Regions from separate parts of the Mus musculus genome. Here region 2 is linked to region 1. Evidence: chromatin contacts called from public HiChIP or PLAC-seq data. All regions are on one chromosome and are shown on one strand. Each heading gives the region's core, a stretch centred on a gene start, on an enhancer-like site or on the middle of the called end of the contact. The rest is flanking DNA. Distances are from core to core; before and after follow the strand shown.

Region 1 (4,139 bases), core at 599-3,098:
GAGATTTTTTTCAAAAATATTTATTTATTATTATATATAACTACACTGTAGCTGTTATTAGACTCAGACTTACCAGAAGAGGGCATAAGGGTGGTTGTAAGCCATCATGTGGTTGCTGGGATTTGAACTCAGGACCTCTGGAAGAGCAGTCAGTGCTCTTACCCGCTGAACCATCTTTCAAGCCCTGAAGAGATCTTATACAAGACCTTTTGGCCTAGGTGGGTCTTTACAGTACAGGGTTTTTCTTTTTTTTCTTCAGATTTAAAATTTATAACTTAATTTGTCAAAGGTGTAGGAAGACTCTAAATTCACCATTTATACAGTTATTAAACAAACCAATGGTGCTATTTATTTATTTATTTGTTTGTTTGTTTGTTTATTTATTTTTTAAACCTCCCATGTGCCAGACACTGGGCTCTGGGTACCAGCCAGGAGTTAGTTGTTCTGTACTTGCTAGTGTGGTGCTGTGAAGCACCACAGTCCTTTCTTGGAAGGTGCTGGGCTCAGTCAGATGAGGCTGGCTTCTTTGTGGAGATCATCAAAGCCCAGGAACTTGGCTACAGCACCCCCATTCCCTCTGTACTCAAAGCCAGTGACTTCTGTCCTCAGGTGTCAAGGGGACCAGCCAATTTCTACATCTTATAGGGCAAAGACAACCCCTGAATTGCTGAGTGAGTGACCCAGAGGGCAGGGGATCATCCTGGCTATTGTCTGCAGAGTGTCTTCCCCTACCTTCTCTACCACACCATGTGTTACTAGGAGTTCTACACTCGATGCTCAAACAGGGAAACTAACACTCAGGAAGTGCTTGTCAGGGCACCATGAAAATGAGGCATGATGAAACCAGGATGCAGATTGGTGGTCAAAGCTTTCTCTCTCTCCCTCTCTCTCTCTCTCTCTCTCTCTCTCTTTCTCTGCTGCTTCCTCCCTGTCAAGGGGGCGCCTGGTGGTCAGACCTCCCCTCCTGGCCGTCCTCCAGCCGGCCTGCTGCTATTCCTCTTCCTCCCCTCAAATGGGAAGCAGCTGTGCGGGTGGTGGGGTGGTGGTTGGGGGTGGGGGTGGTGGTGGTTGGGGGTGGGGGTGGTGGAGGTGAACTCAGGCCGTGTTGTATCTGGTCACTGTATCCTAGAGGTGGTGTATCTGAAAAGCCACAGGCACTACCTCTGGTGCTCGCTGGTCATTTCATCCCTCAGTGGCTCAGTTTTTATCTCTGCAAATCAACAGGGATGCCTGGCAGACTTCCTGGTGATCTATGCCTTCCCCGTGTAAGAATTCTAATGGAATCCGGTTTTCGGGGCCTTCAAGGTGGCCTAGTGGGTAAAGGGACTTTTCTTGGGTTTCCTGTTGGTAGCCACTCAGGGGGTCTTTTATCCACGTGTGGGTGACTGTGAGTTTGTGTGTGTCTGTTTGCTTGTTTGCTTGAGTTGATTAGGACGAGAATCTCATATAGCCCAGTCCGGTCTTGAACTCTCCCTGTAGCCTAGAGTGACCTTGAACTTCTGATCCCCGGCCTTCACTTCCCAAGTGCTGGGATTGCAGGCCTTGAACCACCACGCTAAGTTTATGCTGCACTCATGCATGCTATGTAAGCATTCCGATGGTTGAGCAATATTTCCCAGCAATTTTGTTGGAATTTTTCTGAGACAGGGTCTTGATCTGTAGCCCAGGCTGGCCGAGAATTCTCTCTTTCTCCCTTAGCCTCCTCAGCGTGGTGGGGTTACAGATGTGCACCATCACAATGAGCTGAAAAGAATTGTTTTTCTGGGTCACTCTTTGAGCATCTGGTATCACCTAACAGGATGGAGGGGCTTCTGGGCAGAGCCTGGAACGGTTTCTTACAGGCAGCACTGGGGTTAGGGGTAGAGAGCACAGGCAGAAAACTTTGGAGGCCTTGGGGGCTGTTTGGCTTGTGGCTGGAGCTATGGGATCAAAAGGAACTGAGGAACGTTGAAAGTCCCCGAAGGGAGGGTGGGCCTTGAACTACGGCCACCTCCCATGCTTGCATCTGGCTGGGAAGTGGGGTGGGGGTGGGGAGACAAGAAATAAACACATTCTGAAGGTCTGCCGTTAATGAGGGGGTCTGGAGTTTCTGAAGCAAGAGTCGGATTGCAAGGCCGGGAAAGAAGGCAAACTGTTGAATGTTGGGAGAGCCCAGAAGATGAGGCCGCAACTTCCACATGCACCACACAACCCTGCCATGCAGACAATACTTTCTCATTCCGTGGAGATGGAGACTGAGGCCAAGCAAGTTCAGCCATGTGCCCAAGGCCACCTAGCTAGAAAGAGGAGTGGGGCAAGGGATTGGCTGTTCATGTGAGAGCAGGAGCTCGGACTTGTCTGGGTTCAAGACCTGCCCCCGCCTCCCCCAGGCTCTTTCAGAACCACCACTCAGGCCAGTTCACTAGGCGCCTCCGTTGTCGCCCAGCCTGCTGTTTTTGGCTAATGTTCTTCTCCTCCTCCCAACCTCTCCTCCCAAGGATTCCTCTACTCCCCAAGGTCTCCTTTTCCTTAGTCTCCGCTGCAAGGGTTGGTGGATGAGCCCATAGCCCGAAAGAGAGGCCAGCTGTGACAGTTGAAGATACAGTAAAGGAGATTAAGCCCTTCCTTTCAGTGCCATCGAGGTGCCTTGATCTGGCTAAGTCAATCCATTCATGTCACTGGGTTGTGGTTGAGCTCTCTCTGGGCCTTTCGAGTGGGTGTCAATGTCCCTTATGGGGGAAGCAGTTGTACTGCAGTGTGTGTACACAGGGGAGCCCCTGTAGTACCAGTGTGTGTGTGTGTGTGTGTGTGTGTGTGGGGGTCTATGTGTCTGTTCCTCTCGCTGTGTGGGCAATGTATGCACTTTTGCCTATCAGTATTTTATAATTTTTAGGCATACTGCCCATATGAATATTTATGAATGAATGCTAGCAAGTTTGGTTCTGTAGCTTGAAGGACAAAGAACAAAATACCCCGTTCAGCTCCTTGCTTAAAACATACTGAAAACTTTAGGGGTGGAGAGATGGCTCAGTGGTCAAGAGCACTGGCTGTTCTTCCAGAGGCCTTGAGTTCAATTCCTAGCAATTATACTGTGGCTCACAACCCTCTGTTATAGGATCCAAAGCCCTCTTCTGGTATGCCTGAAGATAGCGACAGTGTACTCATATACATAAAATAAATTTTACACACACACACACACACACACACACACACACACACACACACACATATGTATATATATTTTAAAAGCACTGATTGCTCTTTCAGAGGACCCAAGTTTGATTCCAGGCACACACCTGGCAGTTTACAACTGTCTATAATCCCAGTTCCAGGGAATCTAATCTGGCCTTTGTGAATGGTAGGGTACACAGACATAGATGCAGACAAAAACCAATATACATGAAATAAAATAGGATATTTAAAAGTTCTTTTAAAATATTGAACATTTCAAAATGGAAAGGACAAGCCATTTGACACATATGTGGTTCTTGTGACATGTGTCACAGCCCACGGAGATGTTTCTTCTGGGATCATTGACTGCCTATTATATGACTTGTTTGTGAGACTGGTGTGTGTGTGTGTGTGTGTGTGTGTGTGTGTGTGTGTTTGGGGTATGAACTGAGGTGTGAAATCTGAACACTTTTGTCACAACCCCCAGGCAGCTACCAGTGCCTATCAAAGGAAAGTTGTGTTTTATTTTTGGCGCCTTTACTGCAGTTCCCACAATGCCCCAGGAGGCTTTTGTTTGATTGCCTTTGTTGGAAGAGTGACAGATACTTCCCCTCACCTGCTGCCACCAGTGGCCCCACCAGAAACCACAGCTGGGGGTGGAGTAGCTTCCTCAGCCCCTCACCCAGGCACTTTGCACCCCTTCCAGGCGTCAACATGCCCTGAGATGTGGGCTCCCTGACCCCACCCAGTCAATATGCCCAAGGCACCTCAGAACCGCAGGGGATGGGTGTAAAACTCACTCCATCTAGGAACTTTCTTTTGCTCTAGAGGAGCTGCAGCAGACAGGTGACTTGTTCATGTTGCCCAGTGGCTCCATGGCAGAGCCAGGAGGCCCAAGAAGGCCTGAGAGAGAAGCAGGGCCCAGTGGGAAGAAGGAGTGGACAGCCTATCACAGCCGGGCTGTTTCCCTGCTCCCTGAAGGCGGTACT
Region 2 (4,149 bases), core at 855-3,354, 1.1 Mb after region 1:
TTTGTCTAATTATGTGACTAATTAATTGATTAATGAGGTTATGACCGGGCCCCTGCTCAAAGCCAGGGCAGAGCCCAAGAAGAGACAGGAAGTCCATAATTGTTGGAAATGCCCAAGGCTGGGCCTGAGCAAGAGTGTTAATGGGGTTGTGGGGAGGGAGGAGAACTCACCCCATAGCAGGAGCTAGGTGGAAGTTATCATGGTTTCAGACTGACCCAGGAGGAAGATGTTCCATAGACATAGCATAGACATGGGAACCATCGCATGTCTAGGGCCACCTCAGCCCTCTCCAAGACCCTACTCCAGGCCCTAATTTCCATGCAGTGACTTGGTCATGCAGGCTGAACCTAAGGGTCAAGTTTCTTCCCTTCTTCTGCCTCACCATCTGTAGCCTGCAGAGACCTGGACATTTCTGTGTCCCCAGGTACCTGATATGCAGTGTGCCCAGGAAGCCTAGCCAGAATATTGAGGTCAGGGAATGGAAATCCGGGGAATGGGGTGGACTTTGCTCTGAGGATGATGGCAAAGTGTTGGCTAACCCCAAAATGCCGAGCACTGACTCACCAGGATTCCCCTGGGTTCCCCGCTGCCCCAACAAAACCTGGTATCTGATCTGGCACAGCCAGGATCTCTGCTTCCAAAGGAGATTACAGGAATCCCCTGATGCCAGGTGGAGGACCCAGGCAGGAGCAGACAAAGCCCCTCACTAGACCGCCGTAGGGCTGGCTCTCTACCCCAGAGCCTGGGTCAGCCTCACAGCTGCCTGGGACCAGTCTGTGGCTAGTCTATCTCTCAGTGATCTTCAACCTCTGCTTTCCATAGGGCTCAGTGCCCAGACCATCCCAGAGCAGGTTTGTGCTAAGACCTGAGTGGCCACATTTACAGATGCCAAAATCATTTTCTTAGAGATCAAGAAAGTATGTAAGGGGCAGAGAGAGGGTCCGCCTCGGTCAAGCTAGCTTCCAGTCTGAGTTGAAAACCGGACCCTGAAAGAGCCATCATAGAGAGAGGGAAACCCACAACTAACACACCCTGAGAACACACAGACTCTGAAGTCAGGGCAAGAAACGGGGCATAGACTGAACATTAAAGTGTTGAAGGAATACCAAGATTCTGGATAAAAGACAGGTGCCATCCATCAAGGATGGTGACCTGGAGAAGGGTGAGGCTACAGGAGAGTAGCCCCAGAGAAAAGAAGATGACCATACCTAGCCTAATGTTGCAGCATCCATACCAGATACTGTCCACCTCCCAGACCCTTTATCAGGCTATTCTCTACAGTTGCAATGCCCGCAACTGCCCTCAAAGTCCTGAAGCTATCCCATCCCTCCTCTATCACCCACCCCAGATAAGTTCCATGAGAGGAGACAAATTCTCCTTCGTCTTCTTGGAGAGTTCCCAAAGACCACACAACCCAGGACAACCCCAGAGACACTGGGTTATTCCAGAGATGTGAGAGAAGGAGGGGTGAATGGCCAAATGGTGGAAGTCTATGATGGGGAGGTCTTCCACTCTGAGGATGGACCATGGGCAGACAGCAGAAGGGAGGTAAGAGGCTCCCACCTTGTTCCGCAGGTCCTCTATGGTCTTGAAGTAGGGGCTGTAGTCACGAGCCGGTCCGGGGCCCTGCTTCTTGTACCACTCACGGATCTTCACCTCCAGGTCAGCGTTGGCCTCCTCCAGGGCACGCACCCTGTCTAAGTAGGTGGCCAGCCGGTCATTAAGATTCTGCATGGTCTCCTTCTCACTGCCCCCTAGGAGGGCATCCGACACACCAAAACTGGAGCCAAAGCCCCCACCCAGGCTGCAAGTGTAGCCACCACCATAGCCGCCTCCTAAGCCTGCTGAGAAGCGGGAGGAGGTGACGGACATATTGCCACAGCTTCCACCTCCCAAGAGGCTGGGAGCCCGGCAGGCACCCCCAACACGAACAGAGGACATCCGGGAGAATCCCATGCCGGGAGCACAAAGGCCCTTAACGGAGCCAGAAGTTGAAAACTGGCGGACACTGGTAGTGGAAGCCATGTTATCCTCAGGTCAAGCAACAGGGTCTGGACTAGATGGAGACCCTGGGCTACCCTTTATAGCCAGGCTGAAGGGAGACTGAGCCTCTGTTCCTTGAAGTCCAAGCCAAAACCCCAACCTTGTAATTTGTCTCTGTTCCAGCCAGCCACCCGGCCTGAGGCTTGGGCTGGACCTGTGTAATTCACCCCTGTATCCTGAGGCCCCCTCCTGTGTCTGCCCAGCCTGAGCATGGGTGACCTCTTAGTGGTCCATTGTTCTGTTCCAAAACAAAGGTGGAATTGGAGCTGTAGCCCCAGGCTAGGGTGATCTTCCCGTCCTTAACCACAATTAGGCAGCTGAGCTCATTCTTGGGGGGAGTCCGAAGAATCTAGCCCAGGAACAGGGAAGGGCCTCAAACAAGGCTCCACAGGCCCAGGAACCAGGAAGGCGATCTGGTCCCTCCTGACATTCCAGGGTCTCGGGGAGAAAGACGTGGATATTTGCCCCATACATGACAGTCTTGGTAGGGCCACTCAGTCTAAGTTGGGGTAGCCTCAGCTCTCTTGGAACTATTCCAAGCTTTCAAGGTAAGACATAGCCTCAGAGTTGAGGGTCCCTGACTAAGAAAGAAGAAATACGGCCATTGGCAAAAGGGAGCTCTAGGTTTTCAAGAAGTCAATGAGCGTGTATCTGTTTCTTCATCTCTAAAAGGAAATCAGGGTAGACAAGATGGCTCAGCAGGTAGAGCACTTTCTGTACAAGATTAATGACTTGAGTTCAATCCCCAGGACTCACAGTAAAGGCAGGAAGGACTGACTCCACAAAATTGTCTTCTGACCTCCACACACACAGCATGGCATGCTGCTCTCTCTCTCTCTCTCTCTCTCTCTCTCTCTCTCTCTCTATATATATATATATATATATATATATATATATATATATATATATATATATATATATATAATAAAGGAGAAACCCACTGATATCTCCCAAGGGTTTTTGACTCAGGCAAAGCTGTGATGAGATGGAAAAGGGTGTGGAGGATGGAGACGGAGCCTAAGACCAGAGAAAAAGTGTGGCCCCTGCTCACTTGCCCCACAACTGAGGAAAGCCGACCCAGAGGGTTCCCAGAGACAGCACCAGGGGAGGGAAAGCCACAGAAAAGCAGGACTATAACCAGGGTTACCCTGAGTAGGAGTCAGGCCCCATGGAAGAGCCACATCCCAGTCCTGAGAGTCAGCAGGCACCCTGCAGGGGAGCGGTGAGATCCCACAGCCTGGCGGCCGCTCCACCCAGCAAGGAGATTAGCTGCCTAATCTCTGCGGCGGTAATGATTTAGGTGCTGCCAGGACACTGGCGTCTGAGCAGAGCCTGTCTGAATGTGGAGCCTCCAGGGGTGGCCAGGGCCCGGGGCCCAGGCAGAGATGGAAGGCACACGGGTGGCCTGGGCTCCTTGCCCACACTCGGGGACAAGGAGGGAGGGAACTGGGTTTCCCAGATAGCCCAGAACTCCTGGAAAGACGCTAGATTGAAGGGCGTGGTTCTCACGGGAAGATGCCCCTCACCTGAGGCACCAGAGTAAGAACTGTAAGAACTATCTGAGAAAGAAGGAGAAGGCACTGGCTTCAACCCGTTTCCACCTGTCCTGTGAAGGCTATTGATAAGGGAGACTCAGAGCCAACATGAAAGAGAAATGCCCAGTCACTACCACAAGGTTAGATATCAAGAAGGACTTCCTGCCAATCTAGACTGTCTTGGGGTTGAAAAGGAAGCCGGCAGAACCTGCATTCACCTGAGTGGGCCAGGAACAAGTTCTAGGGAAAGGCCAGCTATGGAGGCCACCCACACTCCACATAATGCCAGAGCCTCACTCCCAAGAACCCCCTCTCCTTAGGAGCTGGCCATCTCCCTGTACTGGCTGCTCTCTTGATCGCCCATCAGACCACTCCCTGCAGCCCCTCCCCCAGTCTCCCTGCTCCTCTGCTCCCCTCAGCTGTGGGCCAGTGGGTGGGAGGTCACCCTATCCCTCTGACCTGGACTCCAGCCCCAAGCCCACCCTGCCTTCAGCTTCCTCAAATCCTGGCTAACATCACCATCTTTCCACATTCCCTCAAAGATCTTGGGGGGTGGGGGGGAAGATACCCA

Evidence for each region. HiChIP or PLAC-seq counts read pairs in DNA pulled down with a chosen protein or histone mark.
Region 2: an H3K27ac HiChIP or PLAC-seq map of embryonic stem cells shows a contact between it and region 1, with 6 times the contacts expected there. The contact joins the promoter of Krt42 here to the enhancer-like site in region 1. A contact is called at or near these places in 3 of 39 promoter capture datasets (cranial neural crest, embryonic stem cells and hippocampal neurons), 3 of 115 datasets of contacts at active chromatin or transcription factors (embryonic stem cells and pancreatic cancer cells) and 1 of 9 other capture datasets (embryonic stem cells).

What each region holds. Positions count from the first base shown.
Region 1 is chr11:99,132,818-99,136,956 of GRCm38.p6, forward strand. No RefSeq gene overlaps it. Among named protein-coding and RNA genes, the nearest start is that of Ccr7, 20 kb to the right of the region's middle. Within about 2 kb of position 1,849, at least 48 of the 459 cell types and tissues checked have an H3K27ac peak or open chromatin away from gene starts, as enhancers often do. A contact at or near this core is called in embryonic stem cells, where this site is marked.
Region 2 is chr11:100,267,847-100,271,995 of GRCm38.p6, forward strand. Krt42 (keratin 42) reads right to left here and starts at 2,105. Exons shown (of 8, transcript NM_212483.3): 1 at 1,564-2,105. The coding sequence starts at 2,025.